Regions from separate parts of the Sus scrofa genome. Here region 2 is linked to region 1. The links are chromatin contacts, called in public HiChIP or PLAC-seq maps. All regions are on one chromosome and are shown on one strand. Each heading gives the region's core, a stretch centred on a gene start, on an enhancer-like site or on the middle of the called end of the contact. The rest is flanking DNA. Distances are from core to core; before and after follow the strand shown.

Evidence for each region. HiChIP or PLAC-seq counts read pairs in DNA pulled down with a chosen protein or histone mark.
Region 2: a contact with region 1 is called in an H3K27ac HiChIP or PLAC-seq map of alveolar macrophages. The contact joins two enhancer-like sites. A contact is called at or near these places in 1 of 5 promoter capture datasets (fetal liver) and 1 of 2 datasets of contacts at active chromatin or transcription factors (alveolar macrophages).

The regions. Positions count from the first base shown.
Region 1 is chr7:39,850,695-39,857,483 of Sscrofa11.1, forward strand. It overlaps SUPT3H (transcription initiation protein SPT3 homolog), which reads right to left. Exons shown (of 12, transcript XM_021099857.1): 7 at 3,904-3,979. Among named protein-coding and RNA genes, the nearest start is that of RUNX2, 250 kb to the right of the region's middle. Within about 2 kb of position 3,192, at least 1 of the 83 cell types and tissues checked has an H3K27ac peak or open chromatin away from gene starts, as enhancers often do. A contact at or near this core is called in alveolar macrophages, where this site is marked.
Region 2 is chr7:40,164,005-40,170,793 of Sscrofa11.1, forward strand. All of the region lies in intron 2 of RUNX2 (runt-related transcription factor 2), which reads left to right. Among named protein-coding and RNA genes, the nearest start is that of SUPT3H, 6.3 kb to the left of the region's middle. Within about 2 kb of position 2,632, at least 1 of the 83 cell types and tissues checked has an H3K27ac peak or open chromatin away from gene starts, as enhancers often do. A contact at or near this core is called in alveolar macrophages, where this site is marked.

The DNA of each region.
Region 1 (6,789 bases), core at 1,942-4,441:
CTTTGACAGTTAACACGGAAACAGATATTTTGTGACCATGTTCTAAAAAACTTTATTTCAAAAGTGAGGGGGAGGAAAGTTGTCAGTGTTCTGTCAGGATCTGTCCACCTAAGCAACAGAACTGGCAGCCTCCTAACTAGATGTCAGGCACTGTGAGGGCAGAGGCAGGACTGAGTGCCTCTGGGGTCTTCTAGCACCTAGCACAGCACCTGGCATTGGCACACTCAATAGAGATTTCTAGAAGAAATGAATGAGTGAATGAATGAACAAACGAATGAAAGATATTTCTTTAATAAAAGGGTAGGGTCCAAACTTGTCTAGCCATCACAAAAGATGCAGAGAGGGAGGCCCCTCAAAAGCACTTGGGTTACTGCTATTCTGGCAACAGGTGAGGATTCTTTGAGCTCGTTCCCTCCCTATCACCTGGAGAAGGGCTGCTTCAGAGATGGATCTCTGTAGGGTATTGCTGCTTCCAACAAAAGATGCACAGATACCCCTAATCATTTTAGTTTGTTTTCATCCAGAGGTGAGGGGGCATGAGGCTGAATGAGTTCCTTGGCCTTCACCGCTCTTCTCAGTTTATCCGGAGAAAGGGTAATCCCAGAAATTGAGCGACAATTTAAAGAGAACCTTCCCAAGGTCAAAAGTTCCTAGGATTATCCTCTTTCTGACACTACCTGGGATTTCAGCCTGTTCTGGAAAGAAAACAACTTTATGTAATCATTTCATATGGAAATTTAAGGTTAGTTAATTCTCAAACACTTGATCTTCCCCATCAGTGATCAGGAGATGAGATTCAAGGTTCTCTCACTATTCCATTTTCTCATCCCTGTACACTGTTTCGTAATTTCTACCTTCTCACTGGCCCTTCCATTCCTGATCCTTCCCTCGGGGCCCTCTGTCAAGATCACTCCACTCTGAAGAAAGTCTTCTGTGACTCCAGTCTCTTCAAAATCACCGTTCTTTGGGTTAATTGAAAATAGCCTTCCTCAGAGGGCATGGTTTTCCCTGGCAACTTTTATAGAAGTTCCTTCTTTCTTTCCTTTTCTGCATATTTATTTATCAGCTACCAACTGCCAGCCTGTTCACTTCCCCATATAACTGAGGCCCTGGAGGCAAGAGCTTCATTCTCTTCCTTTCTCCCACAGGGGAAACACAAAACAAGCAGATTTCTAACCAACAACAGAGGCTAAAAGACAATGGAATCATGTTTTAACTAATAACTATTAGCCTACAATTTCCTACTTAACTAAACTATCATTAAAGTGTGAGGGCAAAATAAAGCCATTTTTAAGACGAAAATGAGTGCTTTAAACACTTACAGAGCCTTGGGGAAAACAAAATTAGGTCGAGAAGGAAAGTTTAGATACAGGCATGCCTCGGAGATATTGTGGGTTTGGTTCCAGACCACTGCAATAAATCAAATATTGCAATAAAGCGAGTCACAAATTTTTTGGTTTCCCGGTGCATATAAAAGTCATGTTTACACTACAGTGCAGTCTATTAAGTGTGCAATAACATTATGAGTAAAAAAACAATGTACATAGATAGCTTAATTAAAAACTAATCCTGTTTGGAAAATTGCACCAATAGACTTGCTTGATGTAAGGTTGCCACAAACCTCCAATTTGTAAAACACATAGTATTTGTGAAGCACAGTAAAGCAAAGTACAATAAAACGAGGTATGCCTGTACTTATCAACCTAAAAATTTTAAGTCAGGGATGTACTATACAAAGATTAAGGATAGCGACAGAAATAACAGCAATAGAAATACATAACATACAACTGATTGAGGAAAATGGACTGAAGACAACCCAATCAATCCAACAGAAAAAAGTAAAGGAGGAAACACAAATAAAAAAGGGCAGTAAATTTAAAACACAAAATAAGAGAGTGTATATAAACACAAATGTATTAAACTTATCAACAAAAATACAAAGAGACTCTCAGAGCAACTAAAAAGAAAATTGTTTACAAAGTCCAAAGAGAAAACAAAAGGTTGAAAGAAAAGTATTGAAAAAGATTTACCAAATTTTAACTAAATTAAAACTTTGTGAATTAATATCAGATTTTAAAAGACGTTAAGGGAGAGGACTATTGACTTATATAAACATAAAAACAAAACACTAGTGAATCTGATCAGTGTCCTGGTTGTATAACTTGCCCTCTGCCTATAAAATTATAGACTTGTTATTTTAAAATGCACCAGTAGTCTCAACTGATGAGTCTCAGCTATGATCAAATATTTAAGAAGACACATATGGCTGGATCACAATTCCAACATTCTGGTAATCTATCATGAAAGGAGTGAAGAGTCTAACCCTTAGACCAGCGTGGTTATGAGTTGTGGAATTGCTGATCCCCTTTAGTTGAGCATTCTCAATGACGATACTGTGGCAGAGAAAACAGATTCTCCCACTCAGATTTCATGATGAAGCACTTGTGGGCACCGCATAAGGAGATTTTTTTAAATGCCCAAATCCTCTTCTTTAAAGGAAACAAAGGAAGCATAATATACTCTTTATACTGCAATTCTTTTATACAGAAATGAAAAGTATTAATGTTTAATTTTCTATAGTTTATTACTGAGTTACAAACCAAAAAAACCGAGTTATGAAAAATTAGATTTTCAAACCAAATGTGTATTGGGACACTTTAGTGACTACATGTTTTAGTGTGAAACAGCAATTCTGTCCCTTTAAGTAAATTAAATTTAAAATATGATTTTAAGAAATAGTTCAATAGCACTAAAAGTTACTTTATAAAATGGAGATTTAGACTTATAAAAGACTTGAATGCCATTTTTAAACCTAAAAATTACAATACAAAACCCTCTCATTTGCTGAAATTGCCATGATCTGAAGTGTCATTTACTTAATGCTTCACAGATGTATGATGCCAAATTGTTAGTCAGACTGCAGAGTATATTTAGTCAGGCAAAGAATCTTCCAAAACATGTTTTCCTATATTTTACTGACATTTACATGGGGCACTATTTGAAATGTGTCATTTATTTGCACTTTATGATCTATAAATGAAGCTCTCATTTTCTTTTTCCAAATCAAATACGTTGTTACTGTGACCACATAATAGCTTTTCGTTTAAAGACACTATTGTGTCTCTAATCCCTCAGACTAGGGTCATGTGCTACTTTGTCATATTTTTAACTGGACTTTTCATTACACTTACTCTTTGACCTTTACCCTGAGAGTCTTAGTCATCACTGAATGGTTGTTGCAAGGGTGTTTTGCTACACAATCTAGACCACTATTTATCACGAGCCTTTATGTACTTTTAGTAAGCCTGTGTGCAGGGGTGGAATAGTACTAATTTTATTACTAGGTACCAGAGCATGGACTATGAATTTGGCTGACAAGGAACCCATGCCGCTCACAGCAGGAGGTTACAGATAAAGATGGAAGAGCCTGTCAAAATGTTCTTTTGTGGTGATATGAGTATGCATAAACAAGAAGTTGGTATTTATTAGCATTGGGGGCTTTTAAATGTCATGACTGTACTACTAGAGTCCATTTGGGGTCAAGTACAATCAGCAATACTAGTGTAAATATGACTAAGAGACTGAGAGAGAAATTTAAATGGGAATATTAAGAAAAAAGGAAATTTTCTGACTAAAAGTAATGTGAATAACTAACACGGCTCTGTGTACTAAGCAGCAACTTTAAAAACCTCTTAATACTATTAACTGCAAAACAGCAGAGTGGGGTAAAACCTTTAATGGGCTCCCCTACAATGCTGAGCTTGTTTCCATAACATTTATAACTATGTATGTTTGTATTAAATCCACCAATTTCTAAGAAACAGAGGTAATGTAATACTTTAGTGTATCTGTAACACATAATCTCTTAAACATATAATGAAGCAAAGTCAAATGCTTACTTACAGAAACTTAATTGTCGGCTTTCACAAAATTCTGCATATTGAGCTGAATCCATAATTCGAGTTTGTCTTTCTGCTCTCTGATAAAAATAAAAAGACAGACAAAAATCTTTCAAGTAATTGGACTATTATATATTTTCACAGCTAAAACTCAGAACTAAAATTCCATTTCCTTTCCTCACTCTAGGTGAACAGTTTAGTACCACCATAAATACCATAATACATTAAATTATGATAAGTTAACAGTAGTTCTGAAGCTTATTTCTTTTGGAAATAAAGTTTAAAAAAATCATTTTCCATTCCTCTGTTACTTTGATCACAGTGGAAGGAAAAAAACCCTAAAGGACCTCATTTCTTAGATTGTGCACTTCTAAATTTTCTTTAACTCTAGCACCTTCTAAAAGAAAAACTCTGAGGAGACAGATCAAACAGAAGATCTGTTATTAACTCTTATTGTCCTTCTGCCTTAAAGCTGGGATTTTTCAATGTTAAAACAGGAGTCACCGAATGGAATCCATATATTTCCCCTCAGTTAGAACACGGAGCCAGAGCTAACAAATCCCTATTTTAAATTGCAGAGAAAATAAAGAAAAAGGTAAACACAACACAAATCCTTTGATCTGAGTCCAGGTATGATTCACAGTTTGGTACAGTTTCGTCCGCTGGTTTCTGATTCAGTATGGCAGATGTTTGCTGCTTCATTGTCCCACAAGAGGTAGGATAATTATAATTCACCCAGAGTTTGGTGGGAAAGAATATGACCGCTTCCGCTTCCTTGGCAAGGGAAGCGTTTTGAAATGAGACAGGCTGGTACTTCTTGGAATGAGTTTCTGGCCAGTAAAGGAAAAAAATTCCCTGAGATTTAACATTTTTTTCTGCTTCGGAAGGATTCTCAGCAAGTTTTCTTTATCACGGTTGGTGGAATACATAAGTACCACTTCTGACGTCTATGGATATTCTGATATTTTTTAAACTGAAATTATTCTTTTTTCATTTTGTTTGATTTGGGTGGGTGGACAACTGAATTCCAATGACACATGAGCTGATGGAATGAATAATGGTGCGCAAGCTTCAGCCCAATACAGAAAGGATGGATGGGATGGTGAGACTTAAGGCAAAATTTACTAACTACTGTGGTTCCTCCTGAGACCACTCATTGTTTTATCCTTTCTTTCTCTTCCTTTCCTCCCTCCCGTCTTTCCTTCCTAATCTCCCCCTCACATGCTCACAAACACATACATGCATTGACACAAACCCAGACTTCTCTTGTTTATTTATCCTCTGGGTTCAAGTATCCTTTTTGAACATGGACCAGTAAAAATGACATACATGTGCACACACACACATCTGTATGCACTGTCTCCTGTTGTGCATACATATTTGAAACATCATGTTTCCTTAAGGGTATGGTGCTGGATGCATCTTAATGTACTCAGAAGTATTTTTTTGATATATGAATGCATGATTTCGTTTTGTCCTTGTTTTTAATGTATCTGATACATGATTTAAGAAATATTTACTAATGGGAAACAGGAAGCAAGGAAGGGATGATTCATGGTTTGAACATAAATCGATCAACATGTGTTTATTAAAAAAATCCTCTGAGACTGATATCTTTAGTGTATGCGTGTATTATGCATGTATGTCTATATGCATGTTTACATATATATCTGTCTGTCTGTATCTGACTATGGCAGGAATTTCTTGGGTTTGAATTTCCAGTGCCTAGAAAATATCTGACACATGGTAAAGGAGCAATAAAACGTTTGTGGAATGAACAAATGCTACTATTTTGGTCTATGGTGTGGGCCAATGACTATGATGCAGGCTGTCCTGATTAGCCATGTGCTCCTCAAGGTCTCTAGCTGGGCAGCCTTCCCCACCAAACACATGTCAGACAGAAAGGACTCAGATGGCTGAGGAGAAAGAAAGCTCCTGACGAGATTCTTCATACTAACTTTTCTTCCAAAAGCTGGACATTCAAGATTTGGCTTCTATATGCATGCTTAGATAGCTGATGTATTTTCAAAAAGTATTTCTGGAAATGAAAGTTAGGAAAACTTATCCTAAGAGGTTAAGGTTGCCACTGGCGGCTTTAACTGAGTTGTTAAACTCGTTGGAAGATTCTGAACTGCAAAACCTACCATCAACTACATTTCAAAGACACTGAAGGACTTTAGATCATTAGAGCTAGCTTCATTCCTTTCAGACACCTTCTTCAGTGTCTATTCTCGTTTCTGCATGAAGCATCTGAGTTTGATTTTAATTCCTCTAGCATCTACGCAGTAATCTTTGATCTCAGGAGCCCCATGAAACTACTAGGGCATGCACAGAAATGATTCACCAAGTGCCTAGCACATAGCCAACACTCAGTGCAAAGCAGCTGACTCAATAGCAAAGATTTATAGGCAGTACAAAGTCCTGGCATATTAGAACTAGAGAGAAGCTTAAAATTTATCTTGTTCAATCTCTCTCATTTTAAAGATAAGGAAATTGAGGTTCAGAGAGAAATGCTTTGCCAAAAGTGACCAAGTTAGAACAGAAGCCCAGCATTCTCAATTCCTTGAGTCAGCCTATTTCCATTATAAAAAGCTGTCTCCATCCTATACTGATTTTTCACTCCAATATTTTTCTTTGGAATCCTCTAAACTCTATACATTGTCTTACTGGAATGTATCATGGAACCACTATAATTCATATGCCCAAACTGTTCACAAGAAAATGAAATTAGTGAGTCCCTGGGCCCACGGAGAAGACAGGCCTGGGGAAACTCTAGTGCAGAGTGTACAAAGCGTAACGTACCTGACAGTGCACAGATGTGCTGCAAACACCCACAGGTGAGTAGGTATACTGACTCCCTTCAACCTTCTGGATGCCACATAAGGCTGAG
Region 2 (6,789 bases), core at 1,382-3,881, 310 kb after region 1:
CCTGGGACGATATCTATTAATCAAATTTATTGATATACTGGAGGGAGGGTGGGTCGCACAATTATTCAAAGCGTAATCAAATTGGCTTCCCATACCATCCAATTATATTCATATATTCCAAAGTAGGAAGAACCACACAGTGATGAAAAAAGAATTGCAATACTTAACAGCTTGTAGAACTATAATCATGATCCATCCTCTTAGGAACCTCTCATTGCAGGTTTACCACTTCAGGATCTTTTAAAATTAGTGCTTGGCTGCTACAAAATGATCATGTTTTAGAGAGTCAACATGAGAAGGGAAGAATCATAGAATATCAGGGTTTCATAGGGTCCCTGAACTCTCTAGACATATGGAAACTTAGTTGCTCTCATTCCCATAGAATCTAATACATAATTCCTCTTGTACTGGAAACACACAACTTTTACATTTCTCCCCTTGAAAATAAGATCAATTTCTGAGTTCCCTGTTGGCCTAGTGGTCAAGGATTCAGCATTGTCACTGCTGTGGCTGGGGTTTGATCCCTGACCCAGGAACTTCTGACTGCCCGGGGCACAGCCAAAGAAAAGAAATGAGAAGAAGGTTAATTTGTTGAATGTTAGTGATGGGTGCTAATTACTTCATTCATTCAACAATTATTTATGATGTGCCTCCCATGTGCCTGGCACTAGTCTAGGAGCTGCAAATCTATGCCATCATCAAATGTACATTTTAGAAGGAGGAGTTGGACAATAAGCAAAATAAATACCTACACTCCATAATGTGTTAGAAGGCCATAAGCACTAGAGGGGAAACAATTTATACAACAGGGAAGAGACTGTGGAATGAGAAAAAGCACAGGAGGAACGGGAGAATTGTGACATTTATATTGGGCAAACAGGGTAGGGTTCACTGAGAACTTGGCATTTGAGTGATGACTTGAAGAAGGTGAAAGAGGTAGCTGGAGATATCAAAACAAAGAGCATTCCAGACAGAATAACCCATGCCAAGGCCCTGAAGCGGGAACAGGTCTGGTCACAGGAACTTGTCCTCAGGTTGACAAAGGAGATGCCTTTAGATATGGTGCATTCTGGATAAAGTTTGAAGATCATTCTGATTAACTGACGATTGGATTTGGGGTTCTAGAGAAAGAGAAGAATCAAGGAGGACTCTCAAGTGCTCTGAGTAACTGGAAAAATGAGTTTGCCATTAACTGAGCTGGAAAAGCCTGGGGATGGAGTGGGTTGGGTGGGTGTAAGAGATCAAGATCTCAAATAAGGAGTGAAGTACTGCTTTGTTATCGTTAATGCTTTTACCATCAAAAGTAAGTTCTTAGGGAAATGAACGAAAGTTTGTATGTGTCACTCTTTCAATAATAATGTAATTTCTAATCCTGCTCACATATAGAGTCCCATCTAGACCTGTCTAATGTATGTCAAGGAATATTTTGTTTGTTTGTTTTAAGAAGACCTGAGCAAAACGAAACATTCTCCTTTTTAAAAAAGAGAAAAAACAATAAATTTTGTTTTCTCTTTTTTTTGCGGGGGTGGGGGTTGTCTTCCACTACCTGAAAATAGAGGATTCAGTTGAGACAATTTTACAGAAACATTCAGTTTCCCAAAGTATTCTCATTGAAATATTTAGATGTAAAACTGAATCTAATTCAGTGAATTATTTGAATGACTGCCTCTATTATCTATTATGCATATACATTTATTTTCTATTACACATGGAAACAGGGCCAAAAATTAATCAATACCATGAGTGAAATAAACCACAGTGTAGCGAATGCATCCAGCCATTCCTAGTTCACACTCAGAAGCTAGAGGCAATAAGCCTATATTGACTAAAGAATGTTCGGATCAGAGTTCCCTGGTGGCCTAGTGGTTAGGGACCTGGTGTTGTCACTCCTCTGGCTTGGGTTCAATCCCTGGCCTAGGAAACTTCCACATGCCCTGAGTGTGGCAAAAAAAAAAAAAAAAAGAATGCTCAGATTAATTGTTAGTGATCAGAGAGAATTATACCAAAAGATTTGACCAAGTTAATTTATTAATTTATTTTTATTTTTAGCCTTTCATAGATGTGGCATAAGTTATACTTTCTCTTTCCAGAATATCTTTTTTTTTTTTTTTTTGGTCTTTTTGTCTTTTTATAGCCACACCCAAGGCATATGGAGGTTCCCAGGCTAGGGGTCTGATCGGAGCTGTAGCCGCCGGCCTATGCCAGAGCCACAGCAACGTGGGATCCGAGCCTCATCTGCAACCTACACCACAGCTCACAGCAACACTGGATCCTTAACCCACTGAGCAAGGCCAGGGATCAAACCCACAACCTCATGGATCCTAGTTGGATTCGTTGACCACTGAGCCACAACAGGAACTCCCCAGAATATACTTAAAACAACTTCATTAATCCCCAAAATGTGGGCTTCGTGCCACTTATTAGCATAAGAATTTATATCAAGGATGATACAAACGTCAAAGTTTTGTGGTGCAGCTTGCATGAGAATGTATGTAAAGTGTCTGGCTCTTACTACATCTTGTTTTTCATTATTATTATTACTATTCAGAAAATGACTCAAAAACTCAGTCTCGAAAAGTGAGTAATGGTTGAACAAAATGAGGAAGGATAATTTAGGCAAAGGGAGTAACATGAGCAAAGCCACAGTGTGTTAGAAGGAATTGGAAGTTTCCAGCGTGATGAAATCACAGGGTATAAGAAGGGAAGCCAGAAATTTGGTTGAGGCCAGATCATAGAAAATCTTATGCATTATGTTACAGAATTTGGACTTTAATTTTAAAAAAAGGGGAAAACTTGGAAAAAGAGAGGGGTTTTTTTAATGGCCTGATTAAATTCGCCTGTTTGTAAGTTGGCAGTAACGTACAAGAAAGGTTGGAAGGGTGAAAAATTGGAGCAGTTAACAATTCAGGAAAGACTTGATCTGGGCTCAAGCTATGTCAATAGACTAGGAAATGATAGAAGATGACAGATGGAAGAAATTCTAAGGATGTAGAATTTATAGGACCTGTAACTAACTGGTAAGATATAAGGGTGGAAATAAAGCAAAGAGGACACTCAGGATAATTCCAAGTTTTCTCAAATAACGGAGAGGCAGTTTAGTCATGTTGAGTTTAAGATAATCATACAAAATTTCAAGTAGCTATAACCAGCAGCCAACTGGACTCTCATAGAGAATGATGGAGGTAGAAGCCAGAATAAAGACTGGAGTTCAAGAAAGTAGATGGACATTTAGATTTGGGAACAAGTGCATCCAGCAAATAACATTCCACACACGTCACTTAAATGTGGACTGTAGCCCTGTTCCCTGCTTTGGCCTGAAAACATTCTCATGAGGATGTGTGGGCACAACTGAAGCCAAGAGAGGCAATGAAATGCTCAAGAGAGCATGCATAGACCAAAGGGCAGTGAGTCAAAGATTGGATTCTAGACACCTACATTCAGTAGGAGAGGGAGAGGAAGAGCCTATGAAGGACACTGAGGTGGTAGTGGTGTCGTAGAAACCAGGAGAGCAGGGAGTTTCAAAGAGAAATTAAAGATGCTAAAATGAGAATTAGAGTTCATTGGATTTAGCCACTTTGAAATGACCTTCGGCAAAGCAGCTTCAAGAGAGTGGCAGGATTAGAAACTGGGTTGTAATGACTTGAAAAAGGAGGTGTAGATAAGGAGTTGGAGAATCAAAGTGGGGTATTCTTTCCAAGAAGTTGGTCTGTGAAGAAGACAATAACTAGAGAAATATTCAAGGTCGCAGGATAGATTTTTCAAGATCAAAGACTTGAGGCTGTTTACAAGCTTTGGAGAAGAAGTTGGTAAAGAGGTTGAACCCTTGAGGCATGGCCAAATCTCTAGGACACAAAGATGGAATTAGATTCTGGAAGAAAAACTGGGAGGGTTTTTGATCCAGAGTCCAGGAAGTGGGATGAACCTTAACATGGAAATGGATCAACTGGGGGGTGGGGGGAAAGAGAGAATAAGAACTTGAGGCAGTTCATATCCAATGATCCCAGTTTTGTCCTAAAATATGGGGAAGTGGGGATGATGAAAAAGTGAGGATGATAGAGTGAAATAGATATGAGCAGATAAATTTCAGCTGAACCTCTGTGAGGATGGGGGAGAGGTAGCCAAGAGCTTGTTAAAGGGAAGACAGCCCTGGGGCTAGAGCAGTGGTCCTAAAATCTGATACATCTTGTTAGAAATGCAAGTGTGGGCCCCACCCTACACTTAAAGAATCAGAAACTCTGGTGGCTCAGCAGAAATGAATCTGACTAGTATCCATGAGGACGCAGATTCCATCCCTGGCCTCAATCACCACATTAAGGATCCAACATTGCCACAAGCCACTGGTGTAGGTCCACAGGTGCAGCTCAGATCTGGTGTTGCTGTGACTGTGGTGTAGGCCTCAGCTGCGGCTCTGATTCATCCCCTGGCCTGGAACTTCCATATGCCACAGTGGCGACCATAAAATGAAAAAAAGTCTGACCAAGAAAATCCTTTTCCCCAAGTTTTACAAAGCAAATATTGTAGAACATTTTTGCCTCTCTACGAAATTTCTGTATTTATAGCAGAGATAATAGAGTTGTTATTCACTCCATCAAAAGTATGCAATAACACCACAGAGCAGCAGTTCTCACATTATGCTCCTGCCCTAGTATCACCCCATTCTAACTAAATAATAGTGGTCATTTCTCAACTCATAGGGAGAAAGTTTACAGACTGAATTTGCTTAATTTGAAGTTATTCTCCCATAAATTTGCCGCGACCAGCGTGGCAGGGCAACGTGAGATCCTGGTTTAAAGTTTCTACTTGCCTACTCACGCTCAGTCGAGACTCTGTTGCGTGCAAGTCTACCGTCTCCACTGTCTGTAGTTTTCCCTTTTCCTGCTTGAGGCGGACCTGCTCTTTTCTCTGCTCGGGCAGACCTTCTCTTCCAACCCCACGCTGGGCACCACTCTGCTGCGACCAGTGACCAGCACTGCAGGGCAACGGGAGATCTTGGCAGAGGGATGGCACGGTGTAACAAAACACGCAAGACTCATACACTAGAAAGTGGGGGACCAGGGGGCTCTCCGTGCTGCAGAACAAAGGCCCTAGGCTTTAGCCCACGTGACTTTTATTAAGGAAGGTGATGAAATTTGTATGGAAGGTGCAAGATTAGTATTAGTTCGATTAAGGAGGGTGACAAGATTAGTAGGCAAGAACAGCCATAGGCAATAACGAGGTTATCTTCTTAGTGATATGAAAGGGCTATCCTTAGGACAGAGTGCAGCTGTATATAGAATAACATGGTTAATGCATAAGTCTTTTATCTTGTCTTTGAAGAAGACTCTGTACTTTAGAACTCTGCATCCATAGATATTTGCCTTCTGCAGAGTCCAGCTGTTCCGTGTTCTCCAATATAAATTTTTCTTAAACTTTTTGGCTATTGCAACTTCTTATCTTGCAAAAAAATGCTGATAGATTACAAAGTAAGTGAACAAAGAGGAAATGAATATTAATGAAACTTGAAGTTAGCCAGTCAGGCTTAGTTCAATAGTTTCTCTATAACTGGACACATGCTCATGAGTGTGATATTTTTATGCTACATATTCAAAATATGATCAATTTCTACTATCATTGTCCCAACAAGGTTGCCTCTGCTCAAGAATTTGGAAGCTAACTTGGAACTACTTTCAGGATCTGGGAGGATGTTCTTTTAAATACCTTAAACAATGGAAAAACCAACAGTCCCAGTCTAGATGTATCTTAAAGACTTATTTTTCAGCCAAATAAGTAGGTGGGTGATCAGGCTGATTTATCCATATGTGCCTTGCTTTAAGAAATACGACATAATAGGTGGAAATGCATGTTTACTGTCTACATGTGCACATAGCAAATGACAGATATTCTCCAGTTACCGATGAGACCAACCTCTGAAAGCTAGTTTTTACAGGAGTTCCTGCTGTGGCTCAATGGGTTAAGAACCTGATGCAGTGTCAGTGAGGATGCTTGTTCGATCCCTGGCCTCACTCAGTGGGTTAAGGATCTGGTGTTGCTGTGAGCTGTGGTGTAGGTTGCAGATACAGCTCAGATCCAGGGTTGCTGTGGCTGTGGTGTAGACTGGCAGCTGCAGCTCCAACTCATCCTCTAGCCTGGCAACTTCCATATGCTGCAGGTACAGCCATAAAAAGAAAAAGTTAGTTTATACAATAAACAGAAGATCACAGAAGGGGCTATAGATCACAAGAAGGGGATCACAGAAGGGGCTATATATCCAAGACCACAAACCTTAATTATAACCTGATTAAAATAACATGTAAATAAAGAGAGGTGAGTTACAAAGCACAGAATTAGAACACACTGGCAGAGAACATTCCTATATTGTGGAGATGAGTGGGAAAAGATGAATGAGTCAGGCTACCAGAGTCCTAATATCATTCGAGAATTCAAATTAAATAGTAACCCCCTTATTGTGATTCTGTTGTGATCAGCAATCTTGATAGATATTTTGGCTTCCATGCAGCTTTCAAAGAATATGATGATCAAGCTGATAGGACAGTTCATTCTCCCTAACAGTAGTATTTCCTCATTCCCAATCAATGAGGAAATCAGCAGTTGACTGAGCATTTTGGTTTTTATGCTGGGTCTCTTATGAGTTAGGGTGAGTCAGCTCTGGAACAGTGAAAACATTGCCTGGTAAAGGTCAAGGAGCCAAACCCCAAATTCCAACTTGACTGTGAGAGACTCAGACAACCCTCCTTGGTAGCACCTCAACCTGGAAACCTGCCTTCCTTCTGTACGACTACAGGAAACAGG